Linked DNA regions of Rattus norvegicus: region 1 is linked to region 2. The links are chromatin contacts, called in public Hi-C maps. All regions are on one chromosome and are shown on one strand. Each heading gives the region's core, a stretch centred on a gene start, on an enhancer-like site or on the middle of the called end of the contact. The rest is flanking DNA. Distances are from core to core; before and after follow the strand shown.

Region 1 (4,051 bases), core at 139-2,638, 72 kb after region 2:
AGTTTTGCTCTCTTCTTTGTGTGTGGTAGACTTATGCTGGGGGAGGGAGACAGGTAGGGGTGGGTGCATGTGTGCATGTGTGCATGTGTGTAGGGAGGCTTTGAAAAATGTACTGGGCCTGGGCTGCTGTGCCTAAACTATTTTAAGTTTCTTGGCTTAGAATAATCTTGTGTTTATAACCTATGCAGTGGTTGCTGAAGAAGTGACTAGAATATTCTAATTCATCGTTTCCACTTCACTGCATAAAAGAGATGGGGCCTGTGTGGGAGACAATTTTTGTTTAAAAACAAAAATATCTTTGATAATTAGAGTGGTGAGGGAAATGATAAAAACACCAAAACCCAGGAAGCACATTTCTGTTTACATGTGACACTGTTGACAGTTTTTCCTCGGTGCCAAAGACTGTTAGAATGCAAATGATTTCATTTGTTTTTTTTTTCTCTACCTCAAGAACTGGACCGATTTCTCCAGCTGCAGCTGTGCTTCCTTCAAGGAACACTTGTCTCTGGGCAGCAGGCAGCAGAAGGCACCGTGGCCCGAAGCTCTGCTTTGCCTACAGCAGGCTGAATGGGATCTGTGCTCACCCTCAAAGATCTCCAAATAAAATGCTGACAGGGAAGAAAGAGAGCGAGCCATGCAAGTTCACTGCTTTCATTAAGCAGAGCCAAACCCTCAGGAATCATCTGGGTGTCTGTCAGTGCTTCACTCCTAAAAGGGTAAACGCCTCAGCAGGGCAAACAGCAAGTGACGTCCTCCTGCCTCAGCTGCCGGAAGCGAATCACCCTCCCGCCTCCTGACCCTGCTTCCGCTTTCTTCCAGAGATGATCACAGGCAGCCTAGTCTCCCACTGGGATTGTTCTGAGGTGTGTGTGTGGGAGGGTGGGGGTCGCAGGGAGACACTCTCCATGAGTGTCTAATGAAAACACTGCTCTAGAGACTGAGTGATAGAGACAGAAAGAGGGGAGAGGGAGACACAGGAGCGCGCACGCATGCGCACACACACACCACACACGCACACACACATGAACACATGCACACACGCATGAACACACGCACACATGAATGCACAGAGAGGGGTGGGAGAACAGAGAGCATGAGGGACTCATGAATAAATACCACTATGACCCACTATGGATATGCTCAGTCAGAGAAGGGAGCGACATTAGTCTTTGTCTCACTCAACTCCAGGCCTCGATGGGGCCCGGTTCTCAGTCACAGGGTTCTATTTTTGGCTGTTATATCAGGGACAACAAAGTGCAGGGTACTTTACCTTCTGCACGGCTGAGGTGGGAAATGAACCCAGTGCCATGTAAGCAGATGGCTGGCAGGCGCGCTGCACTCTTGCTGGGTGGGAGCCATGCAGTCTGCTGAACCCTAAACACTGACAAACTCTTAACCTGAGCCCTGTTGGCTTTGCCACTGGGAGCAGAGCCTGAGGCTGAGGCCTGGTAGGCTGTGTCAGGCTCCAGAGCCTTGGCTTTGATCCCCAGCTCTGCAGCGCCTTGCTTGGGGCCTCTTCCCACCCAGCCTTCCTACAAAATCAAGCCAGAAGACAAAGGCAAGCCCTTCCGCTGTGAATGACCAAGGCAACTGCCGGAACGCGTTCCCAGCTACCGTCAGACATGGCGGGGACGGATGCTGAACACGCCAAATGGCCACTTTCATCTTTTTTCAAACCCCAAAGAGAAACAATTTCTGAAAAATATACATACACTATTTAACTCCTAAATGAAACTCCTTTCTCCTTCCCCCAGGCCCAAATTGGTGGCTCCAGGGAGCAGAGTTATCAAGAGATTACCTGGTCCTCAGAGCGCGGGAGGCACTCAGCTGTGCCTCATGCCTCCACATGTCCCGAGGCAGGTGATTATCTCTCAATAACCTGTGGGGCTGTGTAGCTTAAATGATAACTTGACTTTAAAAAATTTAGAACTCGCCGTTAGGCAGTTTCTAAGCAACCTCTGTTTCCATGGCAAAGAAGCCTGGTGTTTATACTGATTTTTCACTTAAAATGCGGTTTTATTGAATTTTACTTCATGCAGGCAGCCATTTCCCTGCACTTCAGCTCTATCTACCATTGACAGTATCAGTAAGTACCTGATAAACTCCAGACACCAAACCAACAGAAGAAAAGCACCCTTCAGGACGAACTGTGGCACTCCAGTGAGCCACCTGGGGTGCGGTGGCCTGAGGAGGCAGGAAGTGTGTGGATGGAATCTAGCTAGCTGAACCAGGGCCTTGTCTCTGTGGCTGAGACATCTACAAGTATCCCACTGGCCCAGACACTGTGCTGGGTCTCTGGGATGCTGAAAAGGTGGTAGAGGAAGGCTGTGGTTTCAGGGTCTCATCCTAGAGGCCCTCTGCGGATGCAGCCAGGGAAGGTTCCTAAGGCGAGCACATGGCCAGAGGTGACTCCAGGGGCAGACAGACAGTTGTAACGTGCTGCCTGGCTTCCACAGGCCACCACGGATCTGCAGTGTGAGCATTGGATTATCTACCTCCATTCCCAGTATCAGCATCTTTGTCTAGATAACATCTGCTCAAACTAGACTCTAGAAAGCCGTCAGCCAATGAGGGTCCAGCATGGTTAAACCAACTGTAGCTGAAGTGCGGGGCTCCCAGCTCTCTTAGGTGGCAGACTATTCTTTCTCTTGTCAATTATTTGCTTGAGGGACCTGGTGTTCCTTTTCTCTTTCCAGATATATAAAATGCTCTCAGGAGTTGTCGGGCAGATGCCAGAGGTAAAGAACTTGTGGCTTTGTGATCTCTTTGTTTGTTTGGGATGTCTAAGGAAGTGGCTTCGGGATATCTCCTTAGTAGCATGTTACATATTCTTTTCACATGGCCTGGGCAAATGTTACCAAAAAGCAAACCTTTCCTGGCAAGCAGGCCTGTTGTTTCCTCTCTGGCAGAACAGCCTCCATGCTCCTCTTTCTCTGGTCATCTCTTCCTCCATTACTCGGAGCATGTCAATACTGCAAATGAGGCTGTGTGCTGCCTTTTAAACAAATGGATGCCAGGGTGGCGAATTGTCCCAGCCAGCGAGCAGTGGGGCTATGTTCCCATACTCAGTAATTTACTCTAATGGGTCTCGGTTCATTGGTTAACCAGTATTTCAAGCCTGTCCTTCCTGCTATTCAATTTCGCTATCTTCCTCTGCACCGAGGCTGTTTTTTGTTTCTAAATGCTAGGAATGGGGGATTATGACTGGAAGCAACAATTTACTCTCCAAATACATGCTACCAATTACCTTTGCAGTTACACTTACTTGTTAGACCTAACTATATTTACCTGTTCAAAACCATTCATCCATCGATCGACCTCCAACACGCACAGAGACTCTTATTAAAAATATTTAAATGCAGCGAGGACAGGATTTAAAACCATAAACACCAGTAGCAGCGTATGATGCTAATCACGCCCCTAAAGTACCACAAGACAGAGTATCATAAACGCAGTAGAATGCTTCCACTGCTTCATGCATATTTAAAAGGACCTGACATGGAGAGGCCCAATCTGTTAGACACAATTCAAAAGGAAGCCAGGACCTGGTGGGCTGTAAGTCCTATTGGGTGGTTTTAATGTAGCCCCTTCCATCTGGCTGGCTCTTCCGATCTCCAGGCTAAGGTCCCAAGACAGTGCTGCTGGCCACTGGCTTTAAAGCTGGCCTAAGCACTCGCCGGCATACTCAGAGGCAGTATTTCCTGCCCCTACCAGAAAGACGATGTTTTTTTTTTTGTTTTGTTTTTTTGTTTTTTTCGGAGCTGGGGACCGAACCCAGGGCCTTGCGCTTGCTAGGCAAGCACTCTACCACTGAGCTAAATCCCCAATCCCCAAGACGATGTTTTTTTGTGGCAATCTATGTGACTTGCCCTCTTTTACTCAAATTATTTTTCTATGGCCCATGCTTTGGCACTAGGCCAGCAGCTCCCACTGATGAGCAACATAAGAAAGACTTTTAGGAATGTATTTCTGCTGGGGTATGATGGCATGTGCCTGTGATCTTGGCACTTGACCTCTGCATGCACATATAGAGGCAAGCATCACACACAAT
Region 2 (4,195 bases), core at 574-3,073:
TTCAGGAAAGCCCTCCCTGGTTCTTGCCTTCCTAAGCTGTAATGAGAAGGGTTGCGTTAAAGCTGCTCAGATATATGCCCGAGAGTCTGGACTCCACAGCTCGGACCAGCACTCTCTTAGCATTGCCTTGTTTTAGGCAACAGGTTCAACCTTTCTGGGTCTCAGTTCCCTTATTCATAGCTGACAGTGATGGGACATGTATAGTTCTTAGAGGCTGTCCTTGAAAGACCTGAGACTTTTTGTCTCTTTGCTGTGCTCTTCCCTCCAGTCTCATTCAGTCTCTGTCCCTCTGTCTTTCTCTCTGTCTGCCTCTCTTCACATTTGTTTCCAATCTGCGTTTTAAGAGAGAGTTCAGGACCGAGCCCCGGTTCTGCCACCACAGTGTTCCGGAAAGGATAGGAGCTGTTTAAAGAGTCCTGGGTGTCAGCCTCTGCACTGCTGGCTGATCCTCCAAGGGGACCTGTCTGTGGTGCTGAAAGTGCTTTTGTTGGAGATGTCCGTGGTGCTGAATTTGTGCTTCGAAAGTACAACACCTGGCAGGGAGGGACACTGAATTGATCCTGGTGACAACAGTATGCTATCCACCACAATATCTGAAAGGGGCACCGGATGACAGAATAAAGGCAGCGAGCACGGTGTGTCACTCCGCTTCTTAGGTCTCTCAAACTTTAGGTACCGTGCGCTGTGCTGGAGGCTGGATCCCTGCGGTGCTGCACGGGAAGTGGGATGTCTGTCCACTGTGCTGAACCCTGGCATCTAAGCGCCCCCGAGGCGCTGTCCGCGGTACTTAAAGGATTAAACGAAAAGGGTGCTGTCCTCAATGCTGAAACTAAGCCTGCCGGCGAAGGCGGAGAAGAAATGAGGGCAGAAGAATCCTTCCCGGGGTCAGAGAACTTGCTCCAGATCTTCGCAGGACCTCGGAAAAGGCAGTCTGATGAAATGGGCTTCTCTTTAAAAATGACCCCCAACCCTCTTTTCCTGTCACAAAAAAACCTCAGGGAAGGAATAAGAATTGGACTGCTTCATGGTTTACACACACACACACACACACACACACACACACACACACACACGCACTCCATCTAGACCTTCCGTCTAGGGAGAGCCTTATAGTCCAGAAGGGGGCGATCCAGTTCACTGCGTAGAACCCTAACACCTCTAAGCTAGGAGCCCCACTAACTGCTGAGTCCCAGAGACGTGAACCACAACGATAACCACATTGTGTGGGCATCGCGATGTTCCCCACTTTGCCTACCTAACTCCAAAGACCCCCACCCCACCCCTACTGCTTCTGGTGGTGGCGTCTGTCCCCATTTCTCGAACGAAAAACTCAAGGTACAGACAGGAGAGACTACATGGCACAGACAGGAGAGACACGAGGACCCCAAGGCTTAAACCAGAGCTTAAACCAGCTCTCCTAGGTCCCAGCCCGGGTATGCCCCCCACCCCATCCACCTGTCCTGCACCCCGCCTGGCCCGGGCCCCAGCACTACCAGGCTGGCAAAGTTGAGCGGCCCCTCCAGCGCGCGGGTCTAGTGGCAGGTGGGATGCTTTGCCCCTTATTCCCAACGATCGGATTTCAGTTCCCAACACCCTAGTGTTCCGCCCTGAGGGGGCTCAGGTCCCCAAGTGGCCTTCCACCCCCGGGCCTGCCCCACCCCCGCTCCCGCGCGGGAGACCAGTTGCGAGTACCGCTTTAAAAATCCCAGCCTGGGCAAAACTTTGATGATAAATCAAGCTGCGGATCCCTCCGCCGCCGCCGGCTCAGGGCGGGGAGCGAGGGGGAGGGCGGGTGCGCGGCGGCGCGGAGTGGCCTTCCGCGCAAGCGAAGAGTCCCGCAGTCGGAGGCGGCGGGCTGGGCGTGCGCTCGCTGCCTGCAGCCGGGGCCGGGCCGGGGCCAGCGGGAGAGGGCGGCGGCGGCGGCGCCGGGCAGGGCACGGCGGGCGCGGGCTCTGCGGGCTGCGGAGCCCCGATGTGAGGCGGCGGCGCCCCCCGGCCGGAGCGCGCAGCATGGGGGCCCCGCTGGCCGCGGCGCTGGGCGCCCTCCACTACCTGGCACTTTTCCTGCAACTCGGCGGCGCCACGCGGCCCGCAGGCCATGCGCCCTGGGACAACCACGTCTCCGGACACGGTGAGTTCGCGCGCCGCCCCCACGGACTTCCCCACTTAACCCCACCCGGACCGCAGCCGCTCCAACTTGGCGGTCGTGGTGCTCGAACCTGCGCCGACTGAGGCCACGGCCCAGAGTTCCAGGGCGCCCTCTGCTGGGACTGCGGACCCACCCTGGCTCCTATCCGGGCCAGCTCTGCGAGAAGGGGCCCCAAGAGCACACTCGCTCTCGCCCCAGCTCTCAGAAGACTCCCCCTCCACGCGCGAACTCGCTCACGCGGATACACACACCTCTGCGACCATACAGATGTCTCCAGCCGCGGACACACTCAGCCACGATCACTGCATCCCACACTCACAACTCTGCACACCCCCTCCGAGCCTCTCCTCGCTGGTAAATATACTTGTGCCCACTACGCACACGAATCAGACACTGGCTGGTGGCTCGCCCTGCCAGCTGGCACCTGGGCACACACGGTTCGCTTCGCCACAACTCTTGCCTGTCTGCCTGCAGACACGGAATACACATGCACGCACGCACTTGTGCACACACTTTGCACACACACTTCTCTCTGCCCGGATGCCTTTCTCCTTTGTGGGTTTAATGCTGAAACTGCTCTTGTATCCCCTTCATCAGGATCCACCCCTCCACCGCTGGGAATGGTCCTGAGGGACGCCAGATGCTGTTGCTTAAGACCTGCTAGCCTGGGTGGCAGCTCCCTTTGCCATGTGGGTGGCATTCCAGGGATGGGGGCAGTATGAGGATGAGAAGGTAGGGACGGAGAGCTGGGATACACTGGAGTAGTTGAGGTCACTCCTTCCAGTCAGAGGCTGGGCGTGAAGAGGAATGTAGGGCATTTGTTTGTCTCTGGGGGGGTGAGCAGGAACCCCCGAATCCTACCAGGTACCCCCATTTCGGGCACCCCATCTCAACCTTGCCCCTAGAGGACTGAAGTGTTGAACCTCGACTTTGTGGGAGCAGGGAGCAAGCAAATGCTCCCAGTACTGCCTGCCCGAGTGTCTGAAGCTTCTTTCCTCTCCACAGGAGCCCAAGTTGGAAGCAGAGTTGGGTGGTGTGAGGCAGGCAGCAGTGGAGGCTCCCTGCCCCTGAGCCATGCTGTGTTATGGGGCAGGGATGAATGAAACCAGGGTAGACCACGACGGCAGAGGCTATAACAGCATGCATGCTGTTCTCTGTGTGCCCAGGCTGGGGGAGGTTTGAACAAAGGGTTGAGAACAGGAATATTTCTTTTGATGGGGGTGAGTTAGGGTTGTGTGCCAGAGCCTCAAAACCCAGGGAAGGCCTTTCACAGGTGTGCTGCAGGAATGGGGTTGCTTCAGAGGGAGGGTTTCAAAGCCATGCTCAGAATCCTTGCTTCTAGGGAAGCCCGCATCCTTGTATCTACATACACCTCGCTAGGTTTGACAGAAACCTCTCGCACGCAGTTACATACCTTTGTGTCCGTCATGATTTCTGCTGACCTGGCAGGAGAGGCAGTAAACAGGGAAGGGATGCTCTAATTACAGATGGGAAATCAAGGCTCAGAGAGGTGAAGGGAGTTGCCCAAGGTCACACAGTGAGAGAGCGGCTGAGTCAAGGATGGCTCCAGGGTCTGTCGGGCGAAGCAGCAGTTTGTCCAGGCCATTCATCTCCCTGTCACATTCTTTCTCATTCAGGGGAAACTGGGAATTCCTCCCTTCTCTCCCCTCCTGCCTGCCCGCCTGTCCAGCTCAGTTCCTTGGCACTGTCAAAACTTATACTAGGAGGTTTCTCCGAGAAGGACTTGCCTTTCTGAGTTTGAGATCCCTTGAGGTACAAACATGGAACTCTGAGGCCTATGGTCATTGTCTTTGGGGCACCAGACCCTCCGAATTTGGGTCATTCTTGAGTAGGCAGGTTCTTTCCTTTGTGAGACAGTCTCCTCCTGCCCCCTGATGCCAGCTGCGCTGAGGGGGGCCCAGCCCCACGAATGTTCCCATCTCCACGCTGGACCAATCCCCAAATGCCCAAGCGAGGTGCTGTATGCAAAGGGGACAGGACCCATTTTGGGGATTCTGATCCCCTCCTGACTGTGTCTTTGGGTAA

Evidence for each region. A called contact is a pair of places that touch in the nucleus more often than the background predicts.
Region 1: a contact with region 2 is called in a Hi-C map of frontal cortex, with 2.3 times the contacts expected there. The contact joins the enhancer-like site here to the promoter of Vstm2l in region 2. A contact is called at or near these places in 2 of 12 Hi-C or Micro-C datasets (the A7r5 cell line and frontal cortex).

Annotation. Positions count from the first base shown.
Region 1 is chr3:167,061,678-167,065,728 of GRCr8, forward strand. All of the region lies in intron 6 of Tti1 (TELO2 interacting protein 1), which reads right to left. Among named protein-coding and RNA genes, the nearest start is that of Tti1, 23 kb to the right of the region's middle. Within about 2 kb of position 1,389, at least 18 of the 93 cell types and tissues checked have an H3K27ac peak or open chromatin away from gene starts, as enhancers often do.
Region 2 is chr3:166,989,212-166,993,406 of GRCr8, forward strand. It overlaps Vstm2l (V-set and transmembrane domain containing 2 like), which reads left to right and starts at 1,824. Exons shown (of 3, transcript XM_063285125.1): 1 at 1,824-2,131. The coding sequence starts at 2,011. LOC134486468 (a long non-coding RNA gene) reads right to left here and starts at 1,699. Exons shown (of 2, transcript XR_010065441.1): 1 at 1,494-1,699; 2 at 1-916.